Regions from separate parts of the Macaca mulatta genome. Here region 1 is linked to region 2. A link is a contact called in public Micro-C data. All regions are on one chromosome and are shown on one strand. The core of a region is the stretch at or near the end of the contact, and the rest is flanking DNA. Distances in the headings are between cores, read along the strand shown. Region 1 has its middle 24 kb from the start of MIR146A. Region 2 has its middle 17 kb from the start of PTTG1.

Region 1 (4,695 bases), core at 755-3,254, 75 kb after region 2:
GGTGTATGTGTGTGAGAGGTGTGTGTGTGTGGTGTCTGTGTGTGTGTGGTGTCTGTATGTGTGGGGTGTGAGGGGTGTATGTGGTGTGTGTGTGGTGTATTTGTGTATGGGGTGTGAGGGGTGTGTGTGGTGTGTGTGAGGGGTGTCTGTGTATATGTGCATGGGTGTGTGTGAGGGGAGTGTGTGTGTGGTTTATGTGTATGTGGTGTATGTGTGTGTGGGGTGTGTGTATGGGTGTGTGTGGGGTGTGTGTGTGGGGTGTGTGTGTGGGGTATGTAGGGGTGTGTGTGTGGGCTGTGTGGGGTATATGTGTGTGTATGTGTGTGTGGGGTGTGTGTATGGGTGTGTGTGGGGTGTGTGTGTGGGGTGTGTGTATGGGTGTGTGTGGGGTGTGTGTGGGGTGTGTGTGTGGGGTATGTAGGGGTGTGTGTGTGGGCTGTGTGGGGTATATGTGTGTGTATGTGTGTGTGGGGTGTGTGTATGGGTGTGTGTGGGGTGTGTGTGTGGGGTGTGTGTGTGGGGTATGTAGGGGTGTGTGTGTGGGCTGTGTGGGGTATATGTGTGTGTATGTGTGTGTGGGGCATGTGTGGCAGGCCCAGGCCAGTGCTGTTTCCCTGCTTTCTCAGATCCTTTTCTCAGAACCTTGGAGTTCCTGACTCTGTGTGAGAAGGCATAGGTGGGTGGCGGGGTGGTGTGAACACTGGGCCACTGTCTCTTCTCTTTCCCTGGCTTTTATCTCCTTCTTAAGATGCTGTCATTTCCCCGGCGGTCCTGACCTTCCCGGGAATAGTGATGGGGAATCCCAGGTCCCAAGCTGCCGGCTGTCAGGCCTGGAGCACAGGACGGGTCCCAGGGGTGCAGGTCACAGACCCAGAGACCCTGTCTCTTTGGCTCTTCCCTTCTCTCCTGGGGCCTCTGCTCACCTGATTTCTGGGGAAATGTCAGATGTGTTCAGCTTCAGTAATCCTGCCACTTTTCCAGATACAAGGAAAAATCTTTGTGTTTATTATTATTATTACTATTATTATTTAACGTCTAGAAATTTTCCCCTGACAAAAAGAGAGTGGCTTTGGCTGCCTGCCACCTTGGCCAGGAGCTAAGGGACAGGGCAGGCTGAGAACACAAGTCCTTTTTGGGGTCTGCTTGGATGGCAGTGAAGGCAGTGGAGAAGAGATCACCTCCTGTGAGAGCCAGTCCCCACAAGCGTGTAGGCATCACAGCAGAGTTCTGGGCTCCCAGGCTGCTGGTTCCTCCAGTTTCCACCTCTGGTCTCCCTCTTTCCTGGCCTGGGGATGTAGAAGGGTGCAGGGTGAAAGACTTGGTCTTCTACCGCATGGATTCTCTGAGCTGCCCCAGCAGGACCGTGACTCTCTGAAGCCTGAAACGATTTGAACAGCCCCCTGTCAGGCAGCTCCTTGCTGGCTGATGTTGGCTTGAATATGTCAGTCATGGAGAACTCACCACTTCCTGAATCTCTCCATTTCAGTCTTGGATGGTTCTAGAGAGAGGAGCAGAACTGGAATATGCGGCTAGGGCTATGTGAATTGACAGGTTCTGGTCTTTGGACCGCAAATTCCTCTTTCACTTAAAAATCCTTTGGGCTCTTGCCCTTTGTGTCTCTAGCTCTTTGGACATTGTTCTTAGGGAAAGGTTTCCAGTGTCCCATCTAACACTTGGGTGGGCTGGGCCCGTTGTTCGTGGGAAGGGGTGTAAGTGTAGGGGAAATCCATTTGTCATAAGAGAGAATCAGGTAGGGGCGGGACAAGGTAACTTCTCAGTTTCTGTTCTTATGCATCTGGGCTCCCACCTTCCCTCATTCTATGAAGAACCTGGAGAGTCCATCATTCTTGGACCTTTTCCCCTCAGTGCAAGGAAAACAAGTTGGAGAAGTGACAGTGTCCTGGGATGAGCCCAGCAGCTTTCTTCCCTTTCTCACTCAGCCTCTGCCTCTCTCCCCACAACTGTTTCCTGCCTGGGGCGGTACAGACAGCAGCCAGTGCGCCTGAGCCCTGTTATTTAAAATGCAGCCGTCACCATGGCAACCTGCATCCTGCTCCATTTCAACCAGAGATACAAAGAAGCAGTGAAAGGGAAAGTTTAATAATGTTTTCTTTTCGTTTTCTTTTCTTCTTTTTTTATGAATCTCACTGACTGTTCATCTTTTTGGGAAATAGAAATGTTCCATTTTGGTGGCATTATCAAAATGTCATTCATTTTCATGCCCCGTGGCTTCTGGAGGGTCAAAGTCATCACTTGCTTTCTAGGGCTGCTGCTGTCACCCCGTTTCCCCCTTCAGAATGGATGATGAGTGTTATTCCACATTTAGGCTTTTCAAAAGATTTGGGGTTGGACTAACCCTAGAGAGTGTTTATGGCTTTATTCTCCCTTCTACTTCCCTGGTGTCAAATCTCAGAGTCACGGCAAGATAAAAAAGCTAGAAGAGACCTTAAAGCTCACTGACTCTGTGGTGCCATTTTTGTTTCAGTGTGTGTAGTACCTCTTCCCCAGCATTTTGAGAGTGCTTCCTCATTACTGTCATGGAGCTTGGCCTCTGGGTGGTGGTCCTGTGATTCACGTGGAGCCAAGAATTTCCCCTAACCACTGTGATTGGCTCATGTGGTCCAAAAGGCATGGCTGAGCTGCAGTTCTGGGTCTGAGAGAGAGCCCCTTTACTTTTCTGCTGAGGGGAGGAAAGTCTTGAGCTGCCAGAGACCCTCACAGAGAAGGAACTTGCCTACAAGTGGAGTGAACACAAAGGGAAGCAGAGCTGATGGATGGAGAAGAGAAACCAGGATTGGATGACGTTGCTTGATATCTTAGATCGAGTCAACCCTGAATCCATGGCTTTGCAGTTTCGTGAGCAATATATTCCATTTTTTTTTTTTTTTACTTTAAGCCAGCTTCAGTTGGGGTTTCCGACAGCAGAAAACCACGACTTTGATGTTACATACCTCAAGTTCCTTCTTTTACAAATGAAAGCATGGAGACCCAGTGCAGGAAAGTAGCATCCAAGGTCACACAGAGAGGCAGCTCTGAAGGTCAGGTCTCCTGATGTCCTCAAAGCCTTTCAATCTGCCTGTCCTTTGGTCCTCTGTTTTCAGGCAGATTCTGTTACCTTTGCGGGGGCAAAAGCTGAGCCTATGGATGATCATGATCAAAAAGTGTAATTACGGTAAAGACCCTTGCTCAACTACTCACCCCAGGGTGATCGTGAGCATTTGGTGTGATGTCCAAGGAAAGTGTCCACCCTCGGCTTGTACAAGGAAAGCACTCACAGTTGGCTCTGTGTAGCCTTGTGGACAGACCTTAGGTACACTTGGCTTGTTTTCTCCATTGAGACAAGATCTGTTTGTTCAGTCTGCAAACAAATGTCACACATTCAACCAACACTTACAATTTTATTAATTTCGTTGAACAGCATTAATTGAGGGCCTCCTATGTACTAATCACTGTTTTGGGGGCACAGATTCAATGGTCATTAAGGGAGACTCAGTGCCTAACCTCACGGAGCTTATATAATTTACTGTAGACATGAAAATAACCAGAGATTATTTCACAGTCTGTACATAAAACTACGGACTGTGAAAAAGTCTTATGCTGGGAAAGTTCCCCATACCATGAAAGCATAAGACGAGGGCCCATCTCATTTTCAGAGTTGGAGGGAGCCTTGAGCTGAGACGGGCAGAAGGAGCAGGAGTAAACTGAGCAAAGGGAGGTGGGGTTGGGGACTAGGGGACTGACCCTTCAAAGCTGGGAAAAGAGGAAGGCAGGACTTTGAATTAATTCTTGCCAGTGTTGGCAGGGGGCACCATCTGCCAATGTCCTTCTCTTTTGCCACTTTAAGTCTTTCTGTTCCTGCCCTATAGATTCCCTGAGCCCCCTTATTCCCACGACTCTCTAGGTCAGTTATATAATCTATTTTCCAACCCAGGAACTTGGATGCCTAAGTTAAGATCTGTTTCGGGCTAAAGACTAGATAGTCGCGTTTTTGTGTGTGAGATTAAACATCATTCCCATGATAACGAGGTCTGCTTTTAAAGAGAAAGATAGGGGTTGCCTTTATCTTTCCTGAAAAGTGCTATCTTCTCGAATCTAACTTCCGTTTGATTTGTTGTCTGCTGGTGAATGTGACTGCAGTAAAGTTTATTGCCACTAGAGGGCAGGAACACCAAGGCAAAGGACTGAGAAGCGTGAGACCAGGGCTATGAAGTCTGCAGGCACACCCAGATAACCCGATAGGGTTTGCACTGGTGTGGGACGTGTCAAATTCCAAGCCCAAACTCTGCGTGTCTCAATTCAGATACATCGTCTACACACTCAGATGATTTCATTCTGCACGTTGTAATCACTGTAGATGCTAGTGCCAGAAAAGAAAGAATAAAAAAGGGCTTTTGATGGGGGAGGTTCCTGCTGTTTATAAAACAACGAAATCATGTCTTGGGTTTCACCTTAAAGAGTCCTTTAAAATGTTTCCAGGAGTCAGAGGGCCCCAGTGTTGGTTCTCAATGTGCTGTGTGACCTTGCTTAAGAAATGAAACTACTCTGGGCCTAAATTACCCCTTCGTAAAAGGATAACATGGTGATGTGAAGATTCTTCTGATTCAAAGAAGAGAAATGGTAAAGATGATTGAGACTGGAGAACTGCCCATTTAGATGCCTATTTGTGATTTGTGTGATTTCTAATTCTGGGGGCTC
Region 2 (4,771 bases), core at 1,260-3,759:
AGTGAGAATTTCTAAGAAGTTCTTTTCCCTAGAAGTGGAATAATAGGAATGAATAGTGATATAGTTTGGCTGTGTCCCTACCAGAATCTCATCTTGAATTGTAGCTCACATAATCCCCGCATATCGTAGGAGGTGCCTGGTGGGAGGTAATTGAATAATGGGGGTGGTTACCTCCATGCTGTTCTCATGATAGTGAGTTCTCACAAGATTTGATGGTTTTATAAGGGGCTTTTCCCCACCTTTGCTCTGTACTTCTCCTTGCTGCCACCATGTGAAGAAGGACGTGTTTGCTTCCCTTTCCTTCATGACTGTAAATTTCCTGAGGCCTCCCCAGCCCTGCAGAACTGTGAGTCAATTAAACCTCTTTCCTTTATAAATTACCCAGTCTTGGGTATTTCTTCATAGCAGCGTGAGAACAGACTAATACAAATAGTTCTTTATATAGAGGCATCTAGGATTAAAGCAAAGACCCTCTTTATTGCTTGAAGGATTCTGTTTTGGCACTCATCATCGCCCTGATGGCTGGCTGCATCCAGAACACAGAGGAAGAAAGAGTTGCCTTCAAGGATATGCAATTGCCAGGAAAAGAGCCAGAATGTAAAAAATAAAGAGGTTGAAATGAGTTTGTGAAGTCACTAAGAACATTACAGGTGGAATGAACTCCCTGGAGATGTGACTCTCAGGAGGGCAGAGCCCTTTGTTCACTTGCCCTGTGGACAGCATATTGTACACCAGTGCTTTTCAAAGGGTACCTAGACATACCAGGGGTCCCTAAGACCTTTTAGGGATACATGACATCAAAATCATTTCAACAATAGTGCCAGGATGTTATTTGCCTCTTAAATTTTCATTCTTTCACAGTGTACAGTAGAGTTTTCCAGGAGCTACTCCAAGTGTGGTATTATAGCAGAGCAAATGAAGAAGCAGATATGAGAATCAGCGGTCTTAAGCCAGATAGTAGAGATTTTCAGAAATGTAAAACAATGTCATGTTAATTTTCTAAATGCAGTTTTTTTTTTGGTTTAGGAAAATACTTTTTATAAAATTATGTTAATTATGTTATAATTAATTGGTTTATTATGGTAATGTTAAATAAGTAAATATATTTTAAACTCCTCAGCTTTAATTTCTAAAACTGTAAAGATTGATAGGTATAATCCTTACAAACAAAGACTCTTTTTCATCCTTTAAAATTTTTTTAAGAGTGTAAAAGAAGCCAGGCCAGGTGGCTTGCATCTATAATCCCAGTGCTTTGGGAGGCTGAAGTGGGAGGATTGCTTGAGCATAGTAAAACCCCATCTCCACAAACAACAACAAAACCCAGACTGTAAAGGAATTCTGAGACCAAACAGTTTGAGAACAGCATGTCTAGTGGATGAGCACCCAGGCTCTGGAGTTAATATGCTTGGTTTGAATCCTGGCTTTGTGATCTTAGGCAAGTTACTTGACCAGAGACTTAATTTCCTTATCAGGAAACTAGGCTGTCTCACAGTTATTGTGAGCAACAAATGAAATAATGTATTATTCATTATTTCACAAACGATCATTTTGTAAATACTATTTCATCAAGTAATTTATTGAATACTCTATCTATGTATACAAAACCCTGTGGTTCCTGCTTTGAAGGATGTAAAATGACACAAGCCACAGCTCCTACTAGCAAGAGGATTGCTGTCAAGAGCGAGATTTCTGGATTTGTTCAATTCCCAGCTCCGCCCTTGACTAACTGATCTGACCTTCAGCATGCCACTTGCTGTTGGCTACGGTCAGATCCTAAAGGCATCTTCGATGGTCCACAGAGTAGACGGTAAATTCCCACTTACATCTTTGAAGCATCTCCTGCCTCAGTTTAACAATTGGTTTCGTCCTTCCCTTTGAAAATGATCTACATCACCTTTCCTCCCAAGCTAATGTAACCATGCCACTAGAGGGCACCTCCTGCCTTCTCAGTCAGTCATTCGCAGCTTCCTCTAATTTAGAAATGTTCTTTCAGCTGAGATGGGTGGTAGGTTGAGATCTGATATCTTTAGGATTTCCTCAGCTTGATGGATGTGGTAAGTTTTGCTTGAAAATCCTGATTTTTTTTCTTTTTCCTCTTTTCTTTTAAATCAGACCTCTTTTAATAAAACTGGGGTGGAAAGGTTGGTGGAAGGGAGAGCGCTGTTACCACCACCACCTGACATTGATAAGTACTTACTTGCTGCCAGATCAGTGCTAAGTGCCTCACACGCATCGTCCTTTGGACTCTCAGAGCAACGCCATGGGGTGTGGGTATGCGTGAGCATTCATTACTGACGGTTGGAAACTTGGGCTCTGATTGGTTAAGTAACTTTTGCAACATCGAGCTAGAAGGCACACTTGGTACCACGAAGCGGTCTCCAGAGAAGCTTGTCCTTCCCTGGCTGTTAAGTCAAGCAGGGAGCGCCGGGTCCTGCTGCTCTAGGACAGTAGTTCTCAGCCTTATCAGACATAAAAGCCCCTTTCTGTATGAAAGATTTCGTAATACCTCCTGTACTATCCTGAAGTGATATCCACAGGCAGTGTATGCCTATGCTTACATGTCCGCTTACATAGAATGCAAATGAGACCTTTTCCTTTTAGGAAAGTATGTCTTAACAAGCATTAGGCTTGTCTATCTACACCAGATGACAAAGGTGCCGGGCTAATTTCCTAACTGCCCACCAGGGGGCGGCATACCGCTTTCCCTGCTGCGATCTGCTCGCACAGTCAGTCCGCCTCCGTAGTGGCGTTGGCCGTTTCTCCTTCAACTGGAATCGCCCGGTTAGACTCCTCCTGACGTCCGCGGAGTGGTACAGGGGTTGTGGTGGGGAGTGACACGAAGAAGTCACAGATCGTGGTGCTCACCCCCATGTTAGCGTGATAGATTTCTGGTCACATGTACCCAGCATGAGTACAGTCACATGCTTTAAAATTTTAGTTTCCTTACTGAGTGACTTGCTTACACAGTGATTACGAAGTAACATGTTTATTTTCATTGATACTGCTTTAAAAAATTGTTATAGGCAGTGAGCAGTGTTCGTTTAGTATTTTTCTTTAAATCAACTTAATTTTTCTTTAACATGAATACATATATTTAAACGGAAACTTTAATGTGTCAATGGAAAATTTGCATCATTTGACATAATTGGAGAGTAACCAAGACAAAAAGAAAAAAAGCAATGGTACTAAGTTCTTGCTGATACTGATACGGTTTCCCACCAAGGATCCATTTTCTCTCTTAAAAGAGTTTCTTAAGGAAATGTTTAAGGAAGGCTGTCAAAGATATATTAGCACTGAATTGAGATTCTCCTTCAAGTAATCAGAAAGACTAAAACAGAAGTGAAAAGGGAATAGTTTTCTGATGATGTTGATCAACATTATTTTATTTTTATTTTTTAATTTCAATAGTTTTTGGGAACAAGTGGTGTTTGGTTACATGGATAAGTTCTTTAGTGGTGATTTCTGAGATTTCGGTGTACCCATCGCTGGAACAGTGTATATTGAACCCAATGTCCAGTCTTTCATCCCTCACCCCTCTCACCCTTTCCCCCGGAGTCCCTAAAGTCCATTATATCATTCTTATGCCTTTGCATCCTCATAGCTGAGCTCCCACTTAAAAGTGAGAACATACGATATTTGGTTTTCCATTCCTGAGTTACTTCACTTAGAACAATAGTCTCCAGCTCCATCCAGGTTGCTGTGAATGCCATTATTTCATTCCTTTTTGTGGCTGAGTAGTATTCCATGGGGTATATATACCACATTTTCTTTATCCACTCATTGGTTGATAGGCATTTAGGTTGGTTCCATATTTTTGTAATTGTGAATTGTGATGCTATAAACATGGGTGTGCAAGTGTCTTTTTCATATAATGACTTCTTTTCCTTTGGGTGGATTCCCAGTAGGATCGAATGGCAGATCCACTTTCAAGATCAACACTATTTAAAGTTTTTTCTGTGTACCCCTAAAATCATCTCCTATATACGAGTGGACACAGTGTCTCCCCCTGTGGAGATACTGGCATGGTGTATGGCTTCCTGGGCTGGAGTCGAGGGACTGCTTGCTAGCTGTGTTTTCTGCACTGGTTGCTTGCCCTCCCTGAGCCTTGCTGTCCTCATCTATAAAATGAAGAGGTTGGAGGAGATAATCTCTGCAATTCTTTGGGATCTAATGGTCTAAGACTCTCTGAAGTACTGATTCTTATTGGAAGGAGATATAATACTTAGCAGGACATCCTCTTTTTTGTGTGCCTAGAACCTTTGAAGGGGCTGGGGAAAGCTGCAGATTCTCCAAAATCCCAGCTGACACCCCGTCTCCTGAGAGGCAATTCAACCTCTAGGAAGAGCCAGCAGTTTAGACCCTGGAGTCCAAGAGACCTGGATTTAAATCATTGCTCTGCCTTCGACCAGTTTTGTAACTTTCAGCAGATCACTGAACCTCTTTGGCTTCAGCTTCCTTGTCTATAAATTAGGGACAATAATGTGATTTATCCTTATTGTGATGATCAAATTATTATATGCATGGTAATTGCTTGCCATAGTGTCTGGACCATAACTTAGTTGTTATTATGGTAATTCCTAAGGTTTTTCAAAAACGAAACAAACTTCCTGGAAGTAAACCACTGGGGAAGTTATTTGGTGGCCCTGCCCCTGATATTTTAAACCGATGAGATGAAATGAGTATCATAAGCACCCAAGAAAGGGAAGCCTTGTTTGAGAAAGGTGAATGTGACTGTACAAGGCTGCCTACCCCCATGTGGCCTTGGGTGTGG

Evidence for each region. A called contact is a pair of places that touch in the nucleus more often than the background predicts.
Region 1: a contact with region 2 is called in a Micro-C map of CD4 T cells, with 12 times the contacts expected there. The contact joins two enhancer-like sites. A contact is called at or near these places in 5 of 14 Hi-C or Micro-C datasets (CD4 T cells, cortical neurons, fetal cortex germinal zone and 2 more).

The regions. Positions count from the first base shown.
Region 1 is chr6:169,369,852-169,374,546 of T2T-MMU8v2.0, forward strand. No RefSeq gene overlaps it. Among named protein-coding and RNA genes, the nearest start is that of MIR146A, 24 kb to the left of the region's middle. Within about 2 kb of position 2,005, at least 22 of the 40 cell types and tissues checked have an H3K27ac peak or open chromatin away from gene starts, as enhancers often do. A contact at or near this core is called in CD4 T cells, where this site is marked.
Region 2 is chr6:169,294,027-169,298,797 of T2T-MMU8v2.0, forward strand. No RefSeq gene overlaps it. Among named protein-coding and RNA genes, the nearest start is that of PTTG1, 17 kb to the left of the region's middle. Within about 2 kb of position 2,510, at least 21 of the 40 cell types and tissues checked have an H3K27ac peak or open chromatin away from gene starts, as enhancers often do. A contact at or near this core is called in CD4 T cells, where this site is marked.